3 separate regions of the Mus musculus genome follow, and regions 2 and 3 are each linked to region 1. The links are chromatin contacts, called in public ChIA-PET and promoter capture Hi-C maps. All regions are on one chromosome and are shown on one strand. Each heading gives the region's core, a stretch centred on a gene start, on an enhancer-like site or on the middle of the called end of the contact. The rest is flanking DNA. Distances are from core to core; before and after follow the strand shown. Region 1 holds the start of AI662270 (expressed sequence AI662270). Region 2 holds the start of Lig3 (ligase III, DNA, ATP-dependent). Region 3 holds the start of Ccl5 (chemokine (C-C motif) ligand 5).

Region 1 (3,715 bases), core at 511-3,010:
ATTTTTTTAACCATATCTGATAATTTATAAGTCAATCCTTTTAGTATTTGACCCTGGAGTTTAAAATCATGCCTGGGTCTGAAAAAGGTGAGCTATAACCCACTTTCAGAGCCAGCAATAACGAAGAACATTATAGAACAATTTGAATATTACCCATATTTAAACAACATTTGAATTTCTATTATATTAAATCCAGTGTTCAGGAAAACCAGAGGTGAATTCTGAGCACAAGTAACTGGCAGAAGGAATAAGAAATAACATTTATTCTTGAATTCGTGACCAGGCAGAAACTAGCATGCAATGGTCATGTACATTCATACACATAAGATCCACATCTAAACATACAGGGTAGAAATCAGACTCATCCATAGCTTGGACAGGAGCTGGTTCTGGCCTGATGCAGAAGAGGGACAAGGCAGTTTGGCAGTGCCTGGCTTCCATGTGGGACCCCAGGTTTTACAAAGCTCTCCATTGAGCCCGGGGATTTACTTGTGAATCCTTCATCCAACCCCATCCCCTTATGCATACTCAGTGTTCTGAGATGTGAAGTTTTTATCAATGCAGTTTTCCTGCTCCCAAGAAGCAGCTGAAGGTGGAGCTAGGCACCACCTGGAGCCCTGGGTGCAGCTGTGCCTTACAGCCCTGAGTCAGAACATACAAACATAGGATAGATACATAAGAGAGGACAATGACATGTAACGATTGGACTTCTTTCCTTCAGAGGTCCATCAGTCCCTCTTGTGTCATCTAGTTTCATAGCCTTCCAAGTCTTAACACACAAAGATGGATCAGATATTGACTTAAGAGACCAAAATATACATGACATCAAAGACAACTGTAACAAATGACTAGTGTCTCATAGAGGTTCCATCAGTCTGACAAGGAGAATGTAATGGACAGGAGTCTGTTTCAGAGGCATCCTTGCATAATCCCTGGAGTACCAGGCATCCTGGGGAATTCTCACTTTAGCTGTGCAACTAGACATTGGAACACTGATGACTGTGCCAGGTCCTTGGCCACTCTGATTTCTGCCTCCCAGCATCGCCTGAGTGCATCTGCAGGGTTTATGTTTATACTGGGTTTTGCTGGGAAAAAAAAAAATGAACGCAACCACTTCAGGCCAAATTTAAAGCAAACATTTATGAAATATTAAATACGGACCAAGACTACTGAGAGGAGCTTACAGGCTTGCTGTATGGAATCTTCTCAGGAGAGAGAAGACAAAAGGTCATGACTCTTGATTTCATCCACTGGCCAGCACTGAGTAAAACCAGGACTAACGATCTGGCACCAAAGGTAAAAGCAAAATCCTTGTAGTTGAGTTAGGGGTGCATTATGTGAAGGTGGCTCTCTATATACTCAATGTTGAGGGATAAACCATCAGCAAACTAAGCACTAGCCAGACAGCTGAGTGCGAGCCGGATCTTGGTATTATTTCTTTTTTTGTTGTTGTCGGGGTTTTTTTGTTTTTGTTTTTTTGTTTTGTTATGTTTTTTTGTTTTTTTCGAGACAGGGTTTCTCTGTGTAGCCCTGGCTGTCACTGGCACTCACTTTGTAGACCAGGCTGGCCTCGAACTCAGAAATCTGCCTGCCTCTTAGTATTATTTCTGTGGCCTATCAGAGGTCCTATATTTTGTAAATATTAGACCTTCTTTACTTGCTTATTGGCTGTAATAAAGAGCTGACAGCCAATAGCTGGGCAGAGAGTGGAGGGCAGAACTTCCTGGGGAGGGACTCTGGAAAAAGAAAGCAAAGGCGCCAAAGTCGCCTGGGGCCTCGGAGATGAAAGATGGACCTGAACAGGAGCAGAGACGCAGAGCTGGCCACACATGGAAGGTAATGCCAGGACAAATCGGGATGAACTAGAAAGTTGGTTGGAAATCTGCCCAGCTATAGGCTTAAGCTTTAAAATACCCGATAGCCTCTGTGTCATCATTTGTACTGCTTCTGGGTCAGAAAGTCCTGCTATATAACTGAAATCACACGGGGGGCCTCTTTAGAAGAAACTGACCAGTGCGGAAGGAACAATATCCTCAGATCATGGAGAGCAAGAGAAGGAAACACAGAAAATAACCATGAGGCCTGAGAAATGTTTTGAATGTATGTGAGATTTATCACATCCTTCCTGCAACCGCTCCTGTCACCCTCCCTGAAGGCTGTCAAGAAAGGACAAGGAGACCAGCATGTGGTTTTAGTTTCTGCCACAAGGCTCACATGAGTCCCTCTGTATCGCCTGGCTGGCCCTTCCTTCCTCCGCATCCAGGCTAACTTTAAAATCCAACCTGAAGGTTTTAAAAATCCAATTATAAGTTAGCCTATATATTAGATGGGGGGGGGGGGGAGGAAACTTCATATTAAAAGCCCTGTATAAAATGCACTCTTTACTGCATTGAGTTTGGTCAAGAGTTTTCGTGGCTGCCTGTTAGTTTGTGTTACCAAAACGAAACATTGAAACATCGGCATGGAAGTTTCTTCTAGGAGCCTGCCCCCAGTTGGTAAGTGAGGAAACATGCATGCCCCTGCCTGAATTAAGGGGGAGGGTTGGGTACAAAAGCAGGAAGTACGTAAAGATATGTGTTTGCTTCTAATTGGACCTGATGGGAAAGCCAAATGGCTTTATGGGTATACGCCTTTAGATGACTCTGCAAACTACCTCTGCCGCCATTTTCTGGGGACCCGGAGTGGTTCTGGGCAAAATCCTTCATCTTGGCTGAATGAAAAAGAGAAAGAAAGAAAGAAAACATGACTGGTCCTGGTTTTCGGCGCCATGTGTATGAGAAAAAGAAATAAAAAGAAAGGAAGAGGACTGGTCCCAGGTATAGTGGAAGAGAAAGTTTGTGGATTGAAAGGGAGGCAGAGCCACGGGGCAGAATCTTCTTGGAGCGTCCAGAATGAACATGTCCCTAGCTTTTTTAGGAGATGGAGGAGAGGGAGGGAGGAAAGAGAGGTACCAGGTGCAGCAGCCCGGGTTGGCATTTTGTCTAGGCTCTGCCCACAGTTTCTGGCAACAGCCAGGTATACCTGACTCACTATAAAAGGGACTGCTTGCCCCCTCCTCACTTTTGCTCTCTGCTCTTCTCCTCTTGCCCTTGCTCCCTTACTCACTTCCTCCCTCTCCTCATTCCCCTCCCTACTCTCCACGTGCTCATGGCCAGCCACTACTATCTCTGCCTTTCTCTGTCTCTACTCCCTCAACTCACATCCCTATGCCCTACATTCTATTCTATATTATACCATCCCGTGGCTGGTACCTCAGGGGGAAGGGATGCCTCAGCATGAGCCAGCAAAGGGACCCTTTCCCCAACACCTTACTATGCCTCCACCAAACATATCCCTGCCTTCTTCTCTTTCTTTTTATAAAATACAACAGCCAGGAAGCCCAAAGGAGAGAGAGATGGGTCTGGTAACCAAAATGGTTGAATTGGAAGTGCAGTTGGGGAAAGGTGGCCCAACACTGAGCTGGAGAGTTCAGGGTAGGAGCAGAACATGCCTTCCAGGAACGCCCTGGAACTGGCAGGGACTGAGGGATGCATGGAGAAACTAGCAGCTCATGTCTGGTTTGATATGATAACTAGGCACTTTATCCATTTGCTTGCTTCAATTTTGACTCAAAACTTGTGGAACTGACTCTTGTGATTCTCGGGTTGAACAGGGAGGATAATAGAACCTCTGTGATAGATGAATGAAAATATATACCCAAATGTTTGGTTCCATG
Region 2 (3,715 bases), core at 397-2,896, 440 kb before region 1:
CTAGCGCTGTTTCACAGCAGGGGCACCTAAGTCAGAGATGATTATGAATACCATGTAGTTCTCATCAAGCAAAGCAAATACTTAGGGCCTGAGTCTTTTTGTACACTTCCGTCATTAACAAAGACATAATGAACTTCCTTTTAAGGGGTTCAACACTCTTTTATTAACCATTCATTTCATTAGCTCTCGAATTTCATTCATTTAGAAGTAGATGCAGGCAACATGGCAGCGTCAGATGCCTTTCATCCCAGCACATGGGAGGCACAGGTAGGTGGATTTCTGAGTTTGAGGCCAGCCTGGTCTACAAAGTTTGAGTTCCGGGACAGCCAGGGCTACACAGAGAAACCCGGTCTAAGAAGAGAAAGCCTTTGCAGATACCCACTGCTCCTCACCACAGGCTTTCTGTCTGTGGAGTGCTGAGCTGGAGCCATAACAATGGGAGTTAAGCACGCAGCCCCATCGTTTCTGATGCCCTAGTTCAAAGACAGTAAAACCAAACAGGTGAGTGACAGTAAATATTCTTTAACCGAACACATAAAAAATTGGCCAGCAAATAACTGGAATATATGCACTATTACTATTAATGAGGTATTTTACTCTCTTTGGGGAAGTGTTGGGTACTTGTCAGTGTACAGTGTTCATTTACAGCATCTCTCACTTCAGACTGCTTACATTTCCAGGGCTCAGCAACCGAATATATTGCTTGTGATGAAAGGGTTGGTCAGCACAGGGAAAGTCCATTGGGTTAAGATCAACTCCAGTCAAAATGTTCACGCTTCCTCAACTGGAGCCCTTGAGCCTAAGGCCTTCCGAACTCCAAACCCAGGTTTATCCTGCTGCAAGTTAAGAGAAAACAAAGAGCCTTCACCTCATTTCAAACACCAGGATCTAGCTGGCCTCAGTACAGCAGACACTCAACCTTGAACTCCAGAGAGCCTCCCTCGGCTCATTCTCCAGTTCTGTTAAAGACCTCGTCTATCAGCCCTTCATTTCTATGAACAAATAACTGAGCACCTCACACAGATTCAAGCATACACCTTCCTCTCCATCTCAAGGCCACTTTGATATGGACAACAGCCTTTTAGTGAGTCGGCTTGTCTTAGTCTCTCCCCTGACCAGCTTCAACTATAGTGACCCCTCACAGCGTTCTTTCCCTATGGAAAAAAAGCTAAACTCTTCCTCAGAAATAGAACTTAGTTCCACGATCTGCACTTTATTTACCTAACAAAGCCCAACTGTTTGCCCTTCCCAGACTGAACAAGGCCTGAATACTTTTATTTTTTGAAAAATTAGCCATCTTGAACTCACAGAGCCTATTTGAGGTTTAGAAGCACTAGTTCGCTAAATGACATAAACGGGGCCACAGTCCCTGTTCTTCACATTTTCTAATTACCTTTTTAATTAAAGTAGTGCCTTTTAATTCAGCAAAACTCCTGCGGTGCGGAAGACACAGGTGGAACGACTCGAGCTTCCCATCCCTAGGATCACTGCAATGATTTTTCAACACTACCTTCAATATCTAACAATCTGAGAAACTCTAGGAAGTTCAGGGACGCTGCGCCCCAAGCCGCCACTCCAACCCAACACTCAGTTCAAGATTTCCGGGTAGGAATAGAACAGCGACCCACGTGGCGACCGGAGGGGGCGGGGTCCGAGGGCGCAAGTCGGTTACTGCGCCTGCGCCCTGCCTCCGGCTGGAGTACCCGTATTTAAAGAGACAGGCGGTCTATTCATCGTGCGGGACCCGTGGCCTTGTGGGCGCCTGGTCCGGTGGCTCGTGCGGAGCGTCAGAGCCAGGGCAGCCGAGAAGGCAGGTGAGGGGCGGCGCGGCGCGGAGCGGCGGGCCGCGGTGCGCCGTGTGGGGAGGGCCGGGGCCGAACGCGGCGTGGCTGGAGTGGCCGTGGCTCCTCCCCCGCCCGCCGCTCAGCCTGGGGGCACACCCTCCGTGACGTGGCGCCCCCACGGGAGCCCACGGGAGGCCCGCGGCCCCCGGGACCCTGGGCAGCCACCGGGAAGGGCAGGATGCCAGAGTGGGCATTCTCAGGGGGTCGGGGCCGGGCCGCCGCCGGTCCCTCTCCGCCGCCTTGTTGCGCGGCCGCGGCTCGCCCGCACAGCCTGTGGGCAGAACGGCGTGCTGCTTGCTCTTCGGGCTCCCGGCCTCCTCGCGCCGGTCTCCCCGGGTAGTTATTTGTCGTATCCCGGGATGGGCGATACGACACCCTACCCACCCTACTCTGCGGAAAGTTGAACTCCTACTCGCCCTGAGCTCCTCCTCAGCCCTTGCCGGCCTTCACTCGCCTCTCAGATTCTTAACGGTTAGGGCTTGTGTGACCCCCTGAGTCTGCCAGTTACGGACCTCCCCTCCCCCAAGTCGAACATTGTCAAATACACAAGTTTGGTATACAAACTTCAGAACTCCACGTCCGGCTTGCCCTCGTACTCCTTGTAGTTTTCCTAACCACCCCATGAAGTAGTTCTAATCTTTGGGGGGTTTGTTTTCTTGCTTGTTTTCCTTTTGAGACGGTCTTGACGACGTACCCTGGCTAGACAGAAATTTACTAAGTAAACCAGACTTTCTAGCTTCGAACGCACAGCAATCCTTCTGTCTTTGCCTTCTGATATGATTACAGACGAGAACCACCATAACTAGCTCTTAGTCCTGTTGTAATTGTTGTTGTTTTTTTGTTGTTTTTTAAGATAAAACTGGGGCCGGGTGTGGTAGCACACGCCTTTAATCCCTGCACTCAGAACACTAGCTTGCTCTTCCTAGTGACTTCCAGGACAGCCAGAGCTACATAGAAAAATCTATCTAAAAACAAACAAACAAAAAAACCGAAAAATAAATAATAGAAAATAAACTGAAGTCATGCTTGGTGGTTCATACCTATAATTCTAGGGCTGGAGGTGGGAGGATCGGATCGGCCAACTAAGGTGTCTGGCTAGGGTCCACCTTGTTGGAGAAAACCAAGTCGCCTGATATCTGCCCCCACCTCCCCACCCCGCTGTAGATGGGTAGGCTTGGTCTCCAACCCTTTCTTTAGTAGTACACCTGCTGTGCTCCGCTCTACCTCAGCCTTCTTGCTGCTCTGACACAATATCAATTAAAGTTCTCAGCAGAGTGGGGACTAAAAATAGTTTCCAGTAAATTGAAAATTAAAACTGTAAAGCCACTTAAATAATTACAGATATAAGAAGGGATAGGAATAATCATTTTCCACTTGAATTGGTTCATCACTTGCTTAGATTCTTACAGTCCAGTTATTTCAACCTCCCCTGATTCAGGTCGCCGAATTAAGCAAGGGAATTGCGTATTCTGTTTCTAAGGAACAACTTAGAAACAGCTACTCTTTGAATGAGGTACTACTGTGAGCTGCATTTTACAGATGAAATAGGAGCAGAGAGGGAAAGTAACTGAACAGAGCTCACACAGCAGCTAAATGGCTAAGTAAGGCTCTGAACTTGGGCAGTCCATCTGATTATAGACTCTGATTAGTTTTTTTCTCAAAGGGGCCCTCTTCTGAAATCCTAAAACTGTTATAGTGGCTTCATTGTTTTCTGAAAGTGTCTCATGTGTTATATTTCACAGGGAAACTTCATAAACATAATGTAATTTTTCTTGATTTTTAAGACAAAGCTTCAGTATCTTGGTACTATTTAAAGGTCACCATCCACTATGAGTACCTTTACAATCAGTCTCTACAGTGTTGGTGTTGCA
Region 3 (3,715 bases), core at 503-3,002, 310 kb after region 1:
GGCAGGAGCCTCTAAGGCTACGGTTCTCAACCTTCCTAATGCTGCGGCCCTTCTCATGTTGTGGTGACCCCCAACCATAAAACTATTTTTGTTACTGTTTCATAATTGTAATGTTGTTACTGTTATGAATTGTAATGTCAATATTTTTGGAGATAGAGATTTGCCAAAGGGGACCCGACCCACAGATTGAGAACTGCTGCTCTAGGGCTCCCTGTGTCTAGTCCTTTAATGTTACAGTTGGAGACTCTGAGCTGGAGACGAGGAGCCATAGCTATTAGAGGAGCCCAGAGAGTGAGTGGGAGTGAGAGGGGGCACCCCTGAGAAGGATCACGGCGGGGTTGTGGGATGGCTTCTATACCCCACAGAGGAACCCATGGGGCTGAGACTCACACGACTGCAAGATTGGAGCACTTGCTGCTGGTGTAGAAATACTCCTTGACGTGGGCACGAGGCAGCGCGAGGGAGAGGTAGGCAAAGCAGCAGGGAGTGGTGTCCGAGCCATCTGGGAGAAGGAAGAAAGGAAACCCTTTTATTCATTGCCAGCTATGCTGGGCTCTTTACACGATTTATCTTAAAAGCAGTGACTGTCGTTGTCGACCTTGGCAGAAATGGCTCAGAGGACACATTTGCCATGGTGGAGAGTTCAACAGAAGCCTGTTTTGTCTGGTCCGTGAGCCAAGCCTGTGCCTTGTGCTCTGTACCGTAAGCCCCTGCTGGGATCCCTCTCCTCGCTCTGTGCCTTCTGCCCTTAGCAGGGCTTTCAGAGCTCCCCTGGTGGATTCAAAGCTTGGTGTCTTCGAGGTGTAGCATGAGTTCTGGGGGAGTGCCCAAGCCGAAGCTCCATAACTTAGTGACGATCCTAAGAGGGGCCTGAAAGTGCACATAGCATCCTGGGACCTGGCTGGCCTGTAGCGAGGGGCTCTGACCAGAGAAGCTCTTGGTGGTCACTTAATTCATCCCACAGCAGAGCTGTGGTGCTTAGCTTCCCAGTCAGATAGGGCTTTTGGAATACCAGTTTCCACAATTGTAGCAGTGTGCACCCTTAGACAAGAATCTCAGTGTTCTTAGGCCTCTGTTTCCCACTGCAACACAAGAGCAACTACTGAAAGACTATTTGTATTAAACAGGATGGCACATTAAACTCATTTGCACAGTGCCTGACCCACGGTAGGTACTTAGTTCACTATCTATCTATCTATCTATCTATCTATCTATCTATCTATCTATCTATCTACCTATTTATTTTGCAAGCCCCATTTCTTTTCTCACTATGAAATGAAAGACCATCCTACCTAAAACAGTATCACACATTTCTTAGAAACCACACTGGTGACAGATATGAGCAAGTCATTTTTCAAAGGTCAGCCCGGCACCAGTTCACAATAAGGAGTGCCTGCAGAATTCATAATATCATCTTTGAAGACACAGAAAAGTTCCTCAGAGGATCCTGCCATTAGTATACAAGACATCTAACAGTGATGACAGGGTAGCCGTGTCAAGGATGCGTAAGAATGTACAGCAGCATACACAGTAGGATTGGAAAGAAGGGGAGGTCTGGGTATCAAGATGGGTTGGCATCGAGGCAGAGTGGGGCTGTGATGGTCAGAACCCTCGACTTACATGGTGAGGCAGGTGCGGGGGTGCAGAGGGCGGCTGCAGTGAGGATGATGGTGAGGGCAGCTGCAGAGATCTTCATGGTACCCGCGGCAGAGGCTGTGGGAGATGCATGTGCTGTCTCAGAGTCCTCTGCAAGGGGTGCTCTGCAGCTCAGGCAGACCTTTTATAGGGAGCCAGGGTAGCAGAGGAAGTGCCCCCCCCCAGCCCCAGGACTTGGGGAGTTTCCACAAAAGACACCAAACACTTGTTGCTGTCATAAAATGAAAACACAAAATGGAAAAGAAAACTGAAATCACCCTTGGAAGTATGACTCTGCCTCTAACTGCCCTCCAGTCCAGGATGACTCCCTCTCTGGCCAAATACAGTAGGGGAAAATTTCTTCCTCCCCCTCCCCCTCCCCCTCAGATCTGCCGTCCCACTCAGGGCCTCTCCAGGTAGCAGGGAGCTGTTGTCTTAAGGCAAGTAGGGGTCAGTTAAGGTCAAGCCATTGGTCTTCACTTGGCAAATTCCCAAGTTGTAGCCCAGACTTGATTTTGGTCTTTCTGTTTTCTCCATGGAAGAGTATTTGTCATGAGCATACCATATCAGAAACAGACCACACTTGTGTCATTGATAACAATAAGTTAACAAGGTATAGGAGATTTGTTGTAAGGAATTTGCCAGGTAATCCTGATTCCCAGATAACTAGGTAGATATAGGCATACTTACACTTAGTGTGTGACATGTGATCTGAGAGTTAACATTAGTAACTAAGATGGGAACAAAAGAGTTGTGTCCTCTATGTCCATCTATTATCTATCTGTAATATCTATTTATTGTCTGTCTGTCTGTCTGTTTGTCTAGGAGTCAAGGGATCTGATAGGGCTACAAAGAATCTCTGTGGAAATAAAGATTTAAAAAAAGTGTGTGTGTGTGTGTGTGTGTGTGTGTGTGTGTGTGTGCATGTGTGTGTGCATGTGTGTGTGTACATGTGTGTGTACATATGTGTGTGCATGTGTGTGCATGTGTGTACATGTGTGTGTGCATGTGTGTGCATGTGTATGTGCGCATGTGTGTGAATGGTGGGCACAGGAGGATGCCTAACATTCAATCAGTGTGTGAATGGTGGGCACAGGAGGATGCTTAGCATTCAATCAGTCTCCGCCTTATTCTTTGTTGAGGTGCCTAGTCCAGAGTCAAGCTTCAGGGCCACAGGTCAGAGCTGAACGTCACAGTCTAGTCCCAGCATAGGAGCAAAATGTAAAGAACATGGATGCAGTGGAGGGGAATGGGAGGCTGGGTCAAGATAGACAATGGGAAAGCAAACGGATGGCAGGTCCAAGTGGATGGGCCAGCGGGTGGTAGTTCCAGAAGGCGTGCCACAGTGGGAATGGATCTAAGCTCCAACTCCTGGGACAGTCTGCAATTCTCTGGCTGTCAGTCCTGTGACACACACACCATGTGGCCAGATGACAGGCTGGTGGAGGCTGTTACCATCATGATGTTAGCTCTTCTCTTTATGGGGTCCAGGTGAGAGTGCTGATGCATTCAGTAAGTTCTTGGACCTATTTGTTTTTAGATGATTTAAACATACTGATGTGCTCATATGGTCCCAAGTCTGTCCTGTTTGTTTTTCATTTTTTTTAAATACATTTTTGGGATGTCATCCTTTTATACATTTAGACAAAAGTTATTAACCATCTGTGCCTATGGTTGGTGCCAGACAGAGTGCCCACCAAGGTACAGAGTCACCCCATCTCTGTGTTTGCATTCAGAATGTAGTTAAAACTACTTGTGCAATGGAGTCTCCCAGGGAAAGGCACAACTTGTAAAACTGTTGTTTTACACAACACCAAGATAGAATTGGGCACAGTCTGATCTCAAGTGTTACGTATGAGAGGATTTCCTGAGGGGGGATAAGTTCTGAAGGGGTGGGAGTCCCCCCTCCCCCCATGACTAGGACAGTGCATCTCAGCTGGACACTGGAGGCTTTTCCTTCAGAAAATAAGAGCTGGGATGATTCTTCTAAGGAGTACTTCTTGTTTTCATCATGACCATGACATCACCATGACGTTAGTGGATAAATGTATCCACCAACTCATCTCTACAGTCTTGTGCA

Evidence for each region. Promoter capture Hi-C pulls out the DNA fragments that hold promoters and counts their contacts. ChIA-PET counts read pairs in DNA pulled down with a chosen protein or histone mark.
Region 2: a promoter capture Hi-C map of pre-B cells shows a contact between it and region 1, with 4 times the contacts expected there. The contact joins the promoter of Lig3 here to the promoter of AI662270 in region 1. A contact is called at or near these places in 3 of 39 promoter capture datasets (the C10 cell line, the HPC-7 cell line and pre-B cells), 2 of 484 Hi-C or Micro-C datasets (B cells and hematopoietic stem and progenitor cells), 5 of 115 datasets of contacts at active chromatin or transcription factors (bone marrow-derived macrophages, epiblast stem cells, large pre-B cells and 2 more) and 1 of 9 other capture datasets (macrophages).
Region 3: an RNA polymerase II ChIA-PET map of memory CD8 T cells shows a contact between it and region 1, with 12 read pairs. The contact joins the promoter of Ccl5 here to the promoter of AI662270 in region 1. A contact is called at or near these places in 1 of 39 promoter capture datasets (hippocampal neurons) and 1 of 115 datasets of contacts at active chromatin or transcription factors (memory CD8 T cells).

The regions. Positions count from the first base shown.
Region 1 is chr11:83,221,816-83,225,530 of GRCm38.p6, forward strand. AI662270 (expressed sequence AI662270) reads left to right here and starts at 1,761. Exons shown (of 4, transcript NR_015519.1): 1 at 1,761-1,836; 2 at 2,395-2,495; 3 at 2,637-2,816.
Region 2 is chr11:82,779,463-82,783,177 of GRCm38.p6, forward strand. It overlaps Lig3 (ligase III, DNA, ATP-dependent), which reads left to right and starts at 1,647. Exons shown (of 20, transcript NM_010716.3): 1 at 1,647-1,814. Gm11423 (predicted gene 11423) reads right to left here and starts at 1,580. Exons shown (of 3, transcript NR_126067.1): 1 at 1,394-1,580; 2 at 673-836; 3 at 139-473.
Region 3 is chr11:83,528,766-83,532,480 of GRCm38.p6, forward strand. Ccl5 (chemokine (C-C motif) ligand 5) reads right to left here and starts at 1,753. Exons shown (of 3, transcript NM_013653.3): 1 at 1,621-1,753; 2 at 391-502. The coding sequence starts at 1,696. All of the region lies in intron 2 of Gm32650 (a long non-coding RNA gene), which reads left to right.